3 separate regions of the Mus musculus genome follow, and regions 2 and 3 are each linked to region 1. Evidence: chromatin contacts called from public HiChIP or PLAC-seq data. All regions are on one chromosome and are shown on one strand. Each heading gives the region's core, a stretch centred on a gene start, on an enhancer-like site or on the middle of the called end of the contact. The rest is flanking DNA. Distances are from core to core; before and after follow the strand shown.

Region 1 (2,895 bases), core at 165-2,664:
GAGAGACAAGCCTGTTCCAAGAAGAGTAAAAATGCTCAGTGTAGAACATTACCCAGGCAAAGTGGCCCGGATGCCCCCTTCGTTCTGTGACCTCACATGGTCAGTTCTACTTGCACAAACCATATTCACAAGAACATTGTACTAAGGACAATTTTAGGTCTCCATCCACATACTTATTCATCCAACAAGTGTTGGTTGAACTCCTGGCTGCTACCAGGAATTTTGCCAAACAAATCAATTAGCTGCTTCTCTTGATGCCTAAGTTGGAGACTGGAGTTCTTTGTCTCTAGCACAGAGGGAGGGTGACCCCTGGGCAGCTCCTTCCAATCCATTGTCTTCCTCGGTTATTTATGTCTTTATGGTCAGTACCTAGAGAGGTGTGTGTGTGTGTGTGTGTGTGTGTGTGTGTGTGTTGCGCATGCTCTCTTCACAGAAAAGGACTGTGGCAACATCAATACTAAGAGAAAAGTTTTGAAATAAGGGGGAATGCTTACACTTCAAGAAATGTTTTAAATCTATGATTATAATTAAAGCTCTTTTAAAAAGCACCCAAGGTTTTTCGGTCGTTGCTGTTTGGGTTTTTTTTTTTCCCCCTGTGTTTTACTCTTTAAAAACAGGGGAGCCTCGTTTCATCCCTGTGCCGGTCTTAGTGAGAAGGGCTATAAGAAAGAAAGAAAGAAAGAAAGAAAGAAAGAAAGAAAGAAAGAAAGAAAGAAAGAAAGAAAGATCTTCTAACTAGCTCTGGTTGTTCCCAATTTTGCCTGGAGAAAAATGGACAATCCACAGTGTAATCGCCTGCAGCTTTTATCTCCGAAAGATAAAGCTCTAAAGACTTTTACCCTTCGGAGAGGCTTTACTCAACTGAAGGGCTATTTTTAAACCCACGCCGGAATCTTTCTTGAAGCAACAGGACTTAACTGGTCTATTGACTACATATAGATAGTGGTGTGGTTGCTAGATAAGAGGTGCTATGCTCTCAGATATTTGTGGGTGGTATCCCCGTTCTGTTCTTTAACATTTTTAAGAGATTAAACTACAGCGAAAGTGTGAACGCAGTAAGAGGCTCTACCAGCCTTACAATCTCCCGTTTTGTATGCAAATCAGACGGCCAGTCTCAGGACCTCGGCAGCCACTTTCGCGCCACTTCCCAGGACCGCGCAGCTTCATAAAAAGCCAGTGGCACTGAGTTCCCACAACGCCACTGTTTCATAGAACATTCAGCAGTTTCCGAGGACACTCAAGGTTATTACAACCACGAGAACCGCTTCTATTTTTTTCCAGAGCTGGGACGCTTCGGGTACCGCTAAAGAGGTCATCTTAGCTGGCAGGACCTGCGTCCCGGCGCGGGAAAGCCGGTGGCCCCGCCCCTCCGGCGGCGGAGTGCGCGCCCCGCCTCTGTCCCGGAGCTCGGGTTGTTCGGGCTCTGAGTGCTGGTGTGTTCCGACGAACTATCCCCGTTCCGAGTGCCTGGGTACCCGCCGCCAACATGGAGGCTCGCCGCGCGCGGGTGAGGCCCGGCCGGGTGCACCGGGGCGGGGTTGGTGGGTGCTAGACACGGGCGGGTCCGGGCCACTTCCCTCCGACTCCGCGGGTTAGCTCCGCTCACTTGTCCCACGCGCTCCTGATTGTCGCCAGGTTGAGGGAAATCACAGATCGATTTTCTTATAATCTTTGCACCCAGGATAACTCAAGGCCAAGGTGATGCGCCCGCCGGCGCGCACGGAGTTGCCAGCGTTCCCGGAACCTGCGGCACGGGCGCTCATGCTCCACGTGCGCGCGGAGGCCTGGGACTCGCCGCTGGCCATCCTGTCTGGCGGTCGTATCCCAGCCTTCCACCTTCTGGGACCTCACCCTGCACGACCCGCTGGCGGCGAGTGCGTTGTTACCTACGCGTGCACTAGTGGCCCTGGGATCGATCCTCTTTTGCTCTGCGTCCCCTTCTAACCACTCTGGATCTGCGGGTTTAGCGTAGATGGCCTTGTGAGCATTTCTTGAGAACTTGGGTTGTGCACGTGGGGGGAGGTATTGTTTTAGTCCTAGGCTGTGGTCAGATGCAATTTTGGGGCCCAGCGATGCAAGTCGTGTGCCGCGACCGTTTAGTAACCTTCCCTGCGTCCCCCAACTCCCCACCCGTCCCACCCTTTTCTTCCCGGCTTGCAGCTGCGAGCTGGAACGTAACTCTTTTTGCTCCAACGGAAGCCAGAACTTATGTCCTGCCCTGGAGTGGGTTGAAGAGTGGGGGGATGGGCGGAAAGGAAGACAGTGACGTGCTTCAAATAAATATCGGGTTCGGGGGCCCTTGTGGCGAGGTCTGAGTGGGTAGACGGAGTCGTGGTCTCATAGCGGATCTCCGCGCGTGGGGAAATGGGCTTGGAGTTTGGCTTGCCTTGGTGCATATTTGGACACCTGACTGGAGGAATCGACTTCACCTCTCCGCACTTCAGTTTTCTTACTTATTTAAGTGATGGTAACGTCGCTGCAAAGAATTAAGCGAACATCAGTACCAAATCTGCCGTCAAAGAACACTCACCGTAAACAGAATTAAGAGTTACATCTGCCAAAAAAGTTCACCCCAGGCACGACCTTTGGCTCTCCTTTTTTGTGTGTCTTTTCCATCGAAGACATACTTGCCTGGTGAATGACTGACCGTTGGCCTGTCCTGGCTTGTTAAAGATTAGCCTCTTTTCCTGATGGCTTTTGATTGACTGCCTCCCCTGAGGCTGACATGGAGTTAAATTGATTAGTAGAGTGTAGAGAATTAAAGTCATTTAAGGAGCTGTGTGCCGTTTTGGGGATTTCTTAGTTCTTTGCATTTTGTTGCACCTTATTGCCTTGGACTTCCTCTACCAGAAACCTGGGCAGACTTTTGAATCCCTTTTAACTCCTAACTCTCCA
Region 2 (2,895 bases), core at 184-2,683, 560 kb after region 1:
ACGCATTTGTGTACCTCTAAATTAGCAAGGCACTTCACATATTGTTTTCTTCAATCCATCTTGCCTGGTAAAGAATTTTCCATAACTCTGAAATTCCTATAAAAACCTTTCTCTCGATATCTGTGAGCTTTTCATGACCATTTTGTCTTAGGAGCCAGGGCCAAATAAGGGATTAGGTGTGGAGGTTGTGCCTTTACGAATGGATGAATGTCCTTATCTCGGAAAAGGGGTTACCATAAGAAGCGTTGTGATATAAAACTGAGCCAGACCCTGGTGTTCCTCTATTCTCTTGTTTTGTCCTTATGCCTTCTGCTATGGAGTGACACAGCTCTCAGTCTCTTGCAACATGCCTGTGGCTTCACATCTTTCAGAACCTTGGGCAGACCAGCCCCTCTTCTCTTATAAACTACCCGGTAATGCAGTTATCGCATTGCAAAACAGTCTAAAACTCTAAATAAACTCTACTTGAATCATTCCGGTTAACCTTCCAGTAAAGCTTGTGAGGTAGGCACTATTTTTACTCTCCTCACTTGATAACAGGGGAATGAGTAACTTCCAGGAAGGGCTGAGAATTAGTGTGAACCAGAGCTCCGATTTGACTCCTAAAGTCTTTCTCCAGAGGTGGGCTGTTAACTGTGACTTCTGTGTGATGTCCCGAGGCAATGAGGAAGCATCCAATCCTTTGTCACTAGAAACAAACTTCCGAGTCTGCAATCTGGACTCAGAAGCAGTGAGTGAGGGGTAAGAGGAGAGTGTGTTTCTCTAACAACGAATCTCAGTATCTCCAAGGGCAGGGCAGGAACAGCCGGCGCTCTCTGGAGCAGTCTGACAACCTCAGCACTTCAGTCACGATGCAAGACTGAGCTTTGCTGTGAATCACAGGCCTTGTGGACCTCAGCAGAACAGTCAGTGCCTCTGCAGGTACTTCAAACTTCACACCCCCAACATGGAACTTAGGAGAGAGCGATGCCGGAGCCTAAGACCCTCATCCTTCATGGGTGTTCACTCCAGCGAGCACCACTAAGGACGTATTTCCACAGTCCCCTTCCTCTAGTTATGAAGCAAGACCCACTTTCAGAAGAAGGGACTTTTTGGAAGGGTTGATGAAAGAATCTGACCCACCACCCACCCACCCAGACCTTTCATAACAAAACCCCAGGAATACTCTTGATCTGTGTTTTCTAAGGCGGGGCCTGACCTCACTCAGCCCACAGCCCAGTAGGGTCCCGTCGCCCCCAGCTGTGTGCACCACAGGGCTGGCTTGAGCTGACCTGTCCTAGGCGCTGTCCTCCCTGGGTCTCGCCCCACCCCGGAGCTCCCAGCAGGGAGGGCCGCAGGGTCAGGGCTGCGCCTTCCTGGGACTGACTTGTTGAGCCCAGGCCCACCCCCACGCTCTGGAGGAGGCTCCAAGGCAAGATGAGCCAAGCACAGGAGGGGCGCCTCCCAGCCAACGGGAATATCTGCGGTAGTATGCAGCCCCCCCCTCCCCCCACACACACACTCCCTGAAAAAACGTGACGCAGTTGGGCGGACGTGGAAAGAGCATGAAGACCTGGACCAATGGGGAGAAGTCAGACCCCATTGCACAATGTGAAGGATTTCTTGGTGCTTCTGTGTGGCCCCATGATGGCCCTGCCGTGTGCTGCGAGCTGTCGATGACTGAGAACCCTGGTTAACATTTTTTCCTGGGGTCCTCAAGGCTTCATTGTCCTCAGACAGTGACAGGAATGATTACTAGTTTGAGGAATGGAGAACAAAGTCCCGATAGGAATTTACAGGCAACATTCTAACTTAACTACAATGGGAAACCTAGATAATGTGATCAAAGAAACACATCACCTCTCTCTGTCTCTGTCTGTCTGTCTGTCTGTCTGCCTCTCTCTCTCTCTCTCTCTCTCTCACACACACACACACACACACACACACACACACACGCGCGCGCGCGCGCGCGCGCGCGCTGGAAGTCCCATAACAGAGTAAGTTCCCTGTACTTAGAGTTGCTATGGGGGAAACTGAGATAATGCATTCTGTAACAAACAGTTAATAGCATACAAATTACAAATATAAGCCATCACCTCATCATCAGAGATCTGTGCAAAAAAGAAAGAAAGAAAGAAGAAAAGAAAAGAGAAAACAGAAGAGAAAAACAGCAGGACTGCATCGCTTCGACAGTGGTTTTCCCAAGCTGATTTTGACACAGGGAGAAACCAGGAGTCCACTGGACTGTCCAAACATTCTTGCAAAATTGTCTTAAACCACGATGCTGTTAGTTCACTGTCAAAAAAAAAAAAAAAAAAAAAAAAAAACAAAACCTAGCTTGCTGCAATTTTACTAAAATATATCTGGGGAGAGGGATGTTACAAAATCAAACATCAAATACTGGGTGTCAAAATAATGAGAAAGGAAATGATTAGGAAACCCTCGGTTAAATGGGGTAAAACAGGGTAACAGGATCTTGGATGGTTTACTACAGAACCTCCAGAGCCTAGGCTATGTGCACTTTGACCCTGAACCATGCCTGTCCTTACTCATTGTCCTTCCAGCAGCTTGGACTGATCTCCTATTAGGGTGCCTGGAACTTCAGGCCTCCTGCACACACTATCACATTAACTTCTCAGGGTTAGGACCAGGGTAGGGATGTCTTATCTGGCCTCTATGAGCTCAGTATATATACCATACTCATATCCTACGCTATACCCCCCCCCACACACACACACAACCACACACACACACTCTATGATAATAGTATGTGCTGACATCTCTAGGAAAAGATCTCACTGTTTCAATTATAATTTCTGTGATGACTATAATTTCATCAGACTACTGTATTTTAGCTTATTTATAAAAAAAAAAAACAAAAACAAAAAACCAAACTTGGCTCTTACAAGCATAAAA
Region 3 (2,895 bases), core at 128-2,627, 520 kb after region 1:
ATGGTATGATAATGAGTAAATAAACTAACATATGTATTACCTTATATATTTATCCTTTTTTAAGTAACTAAGAACACTTAAAATATTAAGACATAGAACTGGCAAGATGGTTCAGTGGAGAAAGGTACTTGTTGCTAAGACTAATGAGCTAAGCCCTCCTCCCCCCCGAACCCCAGCATGGTGGAAGAAGTGAAGGACACACACACACATAGATTAGTTTTTTCTTTTTTCTTTTTTTAAAAAGAATTTGTTTATTATATGTAAGTACATTGTAGCTGTCTTTAGAAGAGGGTGTCATATGTCACTACGGATGGTCATGAGCCACAATGTGGTTGCTGGGATTTGAATTCAGGACCTCCTGAAGAGCAGTCAGTGCTCTTACCGGCTGAGCCATCTCACCAGGCCCCAGATTAGTTTTTTCTAATGTAATAAAAAATGTTGAAGCTGGGCGTGGTGGCACACGCCTTTAATCCCAGCACTCGGGAGGCAGAGGCAGGCGGATTTCTGAGTTCGAGGCCAGCCTGGTCTACAAAGTGAGTTCCAGGACAGCCAGAGCTATACAGAGAAACCCTGTCTCGGAAAAAAAAAAAATGTTGAGCCTGGCAGTGGTGGTGCACGCCTTTAATCCCAGCACTCGGGAGGCAGAGGCAGGTGGATTTCTGAGTTCAAGGCCAGCCTGGTCTACAGAGTGAGTTCTAGGATAGCCAGGGCTACACAGAGAAACCCTGTCTTAAAAAAAAATGTTGAAATCTACTGTCTTGGCAATCTTCAAGTAAGCAGTCCTTGTTATTAATAAGTCACCGTACTGTACAGTGAGCCTTAACTTAACCCATCTAATCAATCTAATCGAGACTTTGTACACTTTAGCCAGTGTCTCCCCTCCTCTTCCTGCCTCAGCCCCTAATAACCAGCATTCTTCCCTTTCTATTTGACCAGCATCCTCACTTACATGTGAGATCACACAGTAGTTCTCTTTCTATGCCTGACTTGTGTCACTTAGTACATTGTCCTAGAAGTGGGTCTAATTCTAAAGCAACAAATTAGAAACACTCTAACATTCCTCCAGGAACCCCAGGTTGCACCCCTGACCGACTGCAGAAGGCCCCGGCCCAGATCTGGCTCGGTAAAACTGCATTACAGACATATTTCCTTGAGCATGTCAGCTGCCTTCATTCCCTTGCCGGGGACCTCAAGTTGCCATCCACTTTCAATATTAATGCAGCATGCAAGGGGAACAGGAGGATTGCAGCCCAGGCTGAAGCTGGGCTCCAGGCCAGCATACAGAATGCGTCTGGGCATGTCTGAGGGACTTGCCAGAAGTCTCTCTGCAGGAGGGATGGAGGAGGCTCACAGAAAATAACATCCTGAGGCAGTGGGTGTGGGGACTCAGTTTTCAGAGTCACCAGGGAAACTTTGAAAAACAATGGCTTCCTGCACAAGTATGTCCCTCCTTTTCGAAAGCCCTCACTCTCATGTTCTCTCACTCTCTGTCTCCTGGTCCCTGTCCACCCAGAGGTGCACAGGAGCCAATGACACCACTTCAGCGTCAGACTCAGCCCTTGGACTAGCTGTACACATTAGACCTCACAGGCGTGTTAAACGTTCAGAGCAAATAAGCTCCAAGACTCTAGGGTTGAGCCTGCTCGGTGAACGCTTTCATACTTTAGGGGCTGCCTGCTGTCAGGGCTTCTTAATAATGACCACAGACCCTGGGCAGTTCAAGAACAGGCCCAGGGATCTATGAATCCCTGGAACAACACACAGCTTACTGAGGGTGTGTGTCTCCTTTTCTGTGAGTTTCCTCAGGTTATAAGGAGAGTGTGACAATTAACAATGACTGCCCTGGTGGCTGCCAAAAAAAAACATTAGTGAATAGATTTTTGTAAGATCATGTAAATGTTTCTATGGCAGGAATTAGCCAGATAATAATGCTGCCCTTCCCGTGAATATGATTTTTACCTTAACCTGCCAAGACAACAGTTACATGAGAAATATGGATTCCCCACCCCCACCACACACTCCAAGCCTGATTCCAAAGCTTCTGCCTCCTCCCCAGCCAAAACCCAGTGTCTCCTTCCTGAAATCACTGCAATCCTTGGGACACCTCACCTTTCCCTAATGCTTTCGCTAGGAATATGCATATCATATCTCTCCTAATTATAGCCTCTGAGGGGAGGAGGAAGTCTGTCTTGTCCGTCTTCTTTCTACCTCAGTTTCCAATATAACACATTTACCTCATTATCAGATGAGAGAACTGATTAATTATAAATCATTTAGACTTGCTAGGCCTTTCTACTTTCTATGAAAACAACTAACCACATTTCCTTGCCCACGCTGCACTTAAAATACACTCCTTATAACGGATGGTGGTCTGCTCTATTAATTTACCTGGTTAGGAAATACTAGGCAGGTACTATCACCCACTGTTTTCCTCTCTTTTCTTTTTACTTGGTTGTGAACGTAGGTATATAAACCATCATGCCTTTTGTGAGGGACACAGAGCACCAAGCATGTTGTGTCCTGGTGCAGATGTGTACGTCTCGCAGCATGGACACACCTCAGGGAAATGTCTCATAAAGCACAGACCAAGCTGGGACAGAGGTTGGGAGGGACTAAAATACAGCTATTAATATAGGAGCTTCGTGAAAGAGTCCGCCCATCGGATTATGGGAGCTCTGTTCTGAAAGAGAAAGAGAAGCCTGAACCTGCCTGTAGGAGAGAGAGCAAACAGGAAGACGGCCCAGCCTCAGAGGTGGGTGTGGCCTGGCAGCAGTACAAGAGCTTTGGAGTTGGCTCCATGCGGGCTAGATAGGCAAGAGGTGCCAGGTGCTGGTTTTAGGTTCTGTTTTGTTTTAAGTCTGTCTTCTCATTTGGTCTTTTTCAGATTTGTGTAGG

Evidence for each region. HiChIP or PLAC-seq counts read pairs in DNA pulled down with a chosen protein or histone mark.
Region 2: an H3K4me3 HiChIP or PLAC-seq map of bone marrow-derived macrophages shows a contact between it and region 1, with 5 times the contacts expected there. The contact joins the enhancer-like site here to the promoter of Cdca7 in region 1. A contact is called at or near these places in 9 of 39 promoter capture datasets (the 3T3-L1 cell line, cranial neural crest, embryonic stem cells and 4 more), 12 of 115 datasets of contacts at active chromatin or transcription factors (astrocytes, bone marrow-derived macrophages, craniofacial prominence and 9 more) and 1 of 9 other capture datasets (pancreatic islet).
Region 3: a contact with region 1 is called in an H3K4me3 HiChIP or PLAC-seq map of embryonic forebrain, with 4 times the contacts expected there. The contact joins the enhancer-like site here to the promoter of Cdca7 in region 1. A contact is called at or near these places in 11 of 39 promoter capture datasets (the 3T3-L1 cell line, cranial neural crest, embryonic stem cells and 8 more), 1 of 484 Hi-C or Micro-C datasets (embryonic stem cells), 11 of 115 datasets of contacts at active chromatin or transcription factors (bone marrow-derived macrophages, craniofacial prominence, embryonic basal ganglia and 7 more) and 1 of 9 other capture datasets (embryonic stem cells).

The regions. Positions count from the first base shown.
Region 1 is chr2:72,474,805-72,477,699 of GRCm38.p6, forward strand. It overlaps Cdca7 (cell division cycle associated 7), which reads left to right and starts at 1,415. Exons shown (of 9, transcript NM_025866.3): 1 at 1,415-1,507. The coding sequence starts at 1,487.
Region 2 is chr2:73,037,093-73,039,987 of GRCm38.p6, forward strand. No RefSeq gene overlaps it. Among named protein-coding and RNA genes, the nearest start is that of Gm39850, 30 kb to the left of the region's middle. Within about 2 kb of position 1,434, at least 137 of the 459 cell types and tissues checked have an H3K27ac peak or open chromatin away from gene starts, as enhancers often do. A contact at or near this core is called in bone marrow-derived macrophages, embryonic stem cells, extraembryonic endoderm stem cells and 2 more, where this site is marked.
Region 3 is chr2:72,994,469-72,997,363 of GRCm38.p6, forward strand. No RefSeq gene overlaps it. Among named protein-coding and RNA genes, the nearest start is that of Gm39850, 13 kb to the right of the region's middle. Within about 2 kb of position 1,378, at least 221 of the 459 cell types and tissues checked have an H3K27ac peak or open chromatin away from gene starts, as enhancers often do. A contact at or near this core is called in bone marrow-derived macrophages, craniofacial prominence, embryonic forebrain and 8 more, where this site is marked.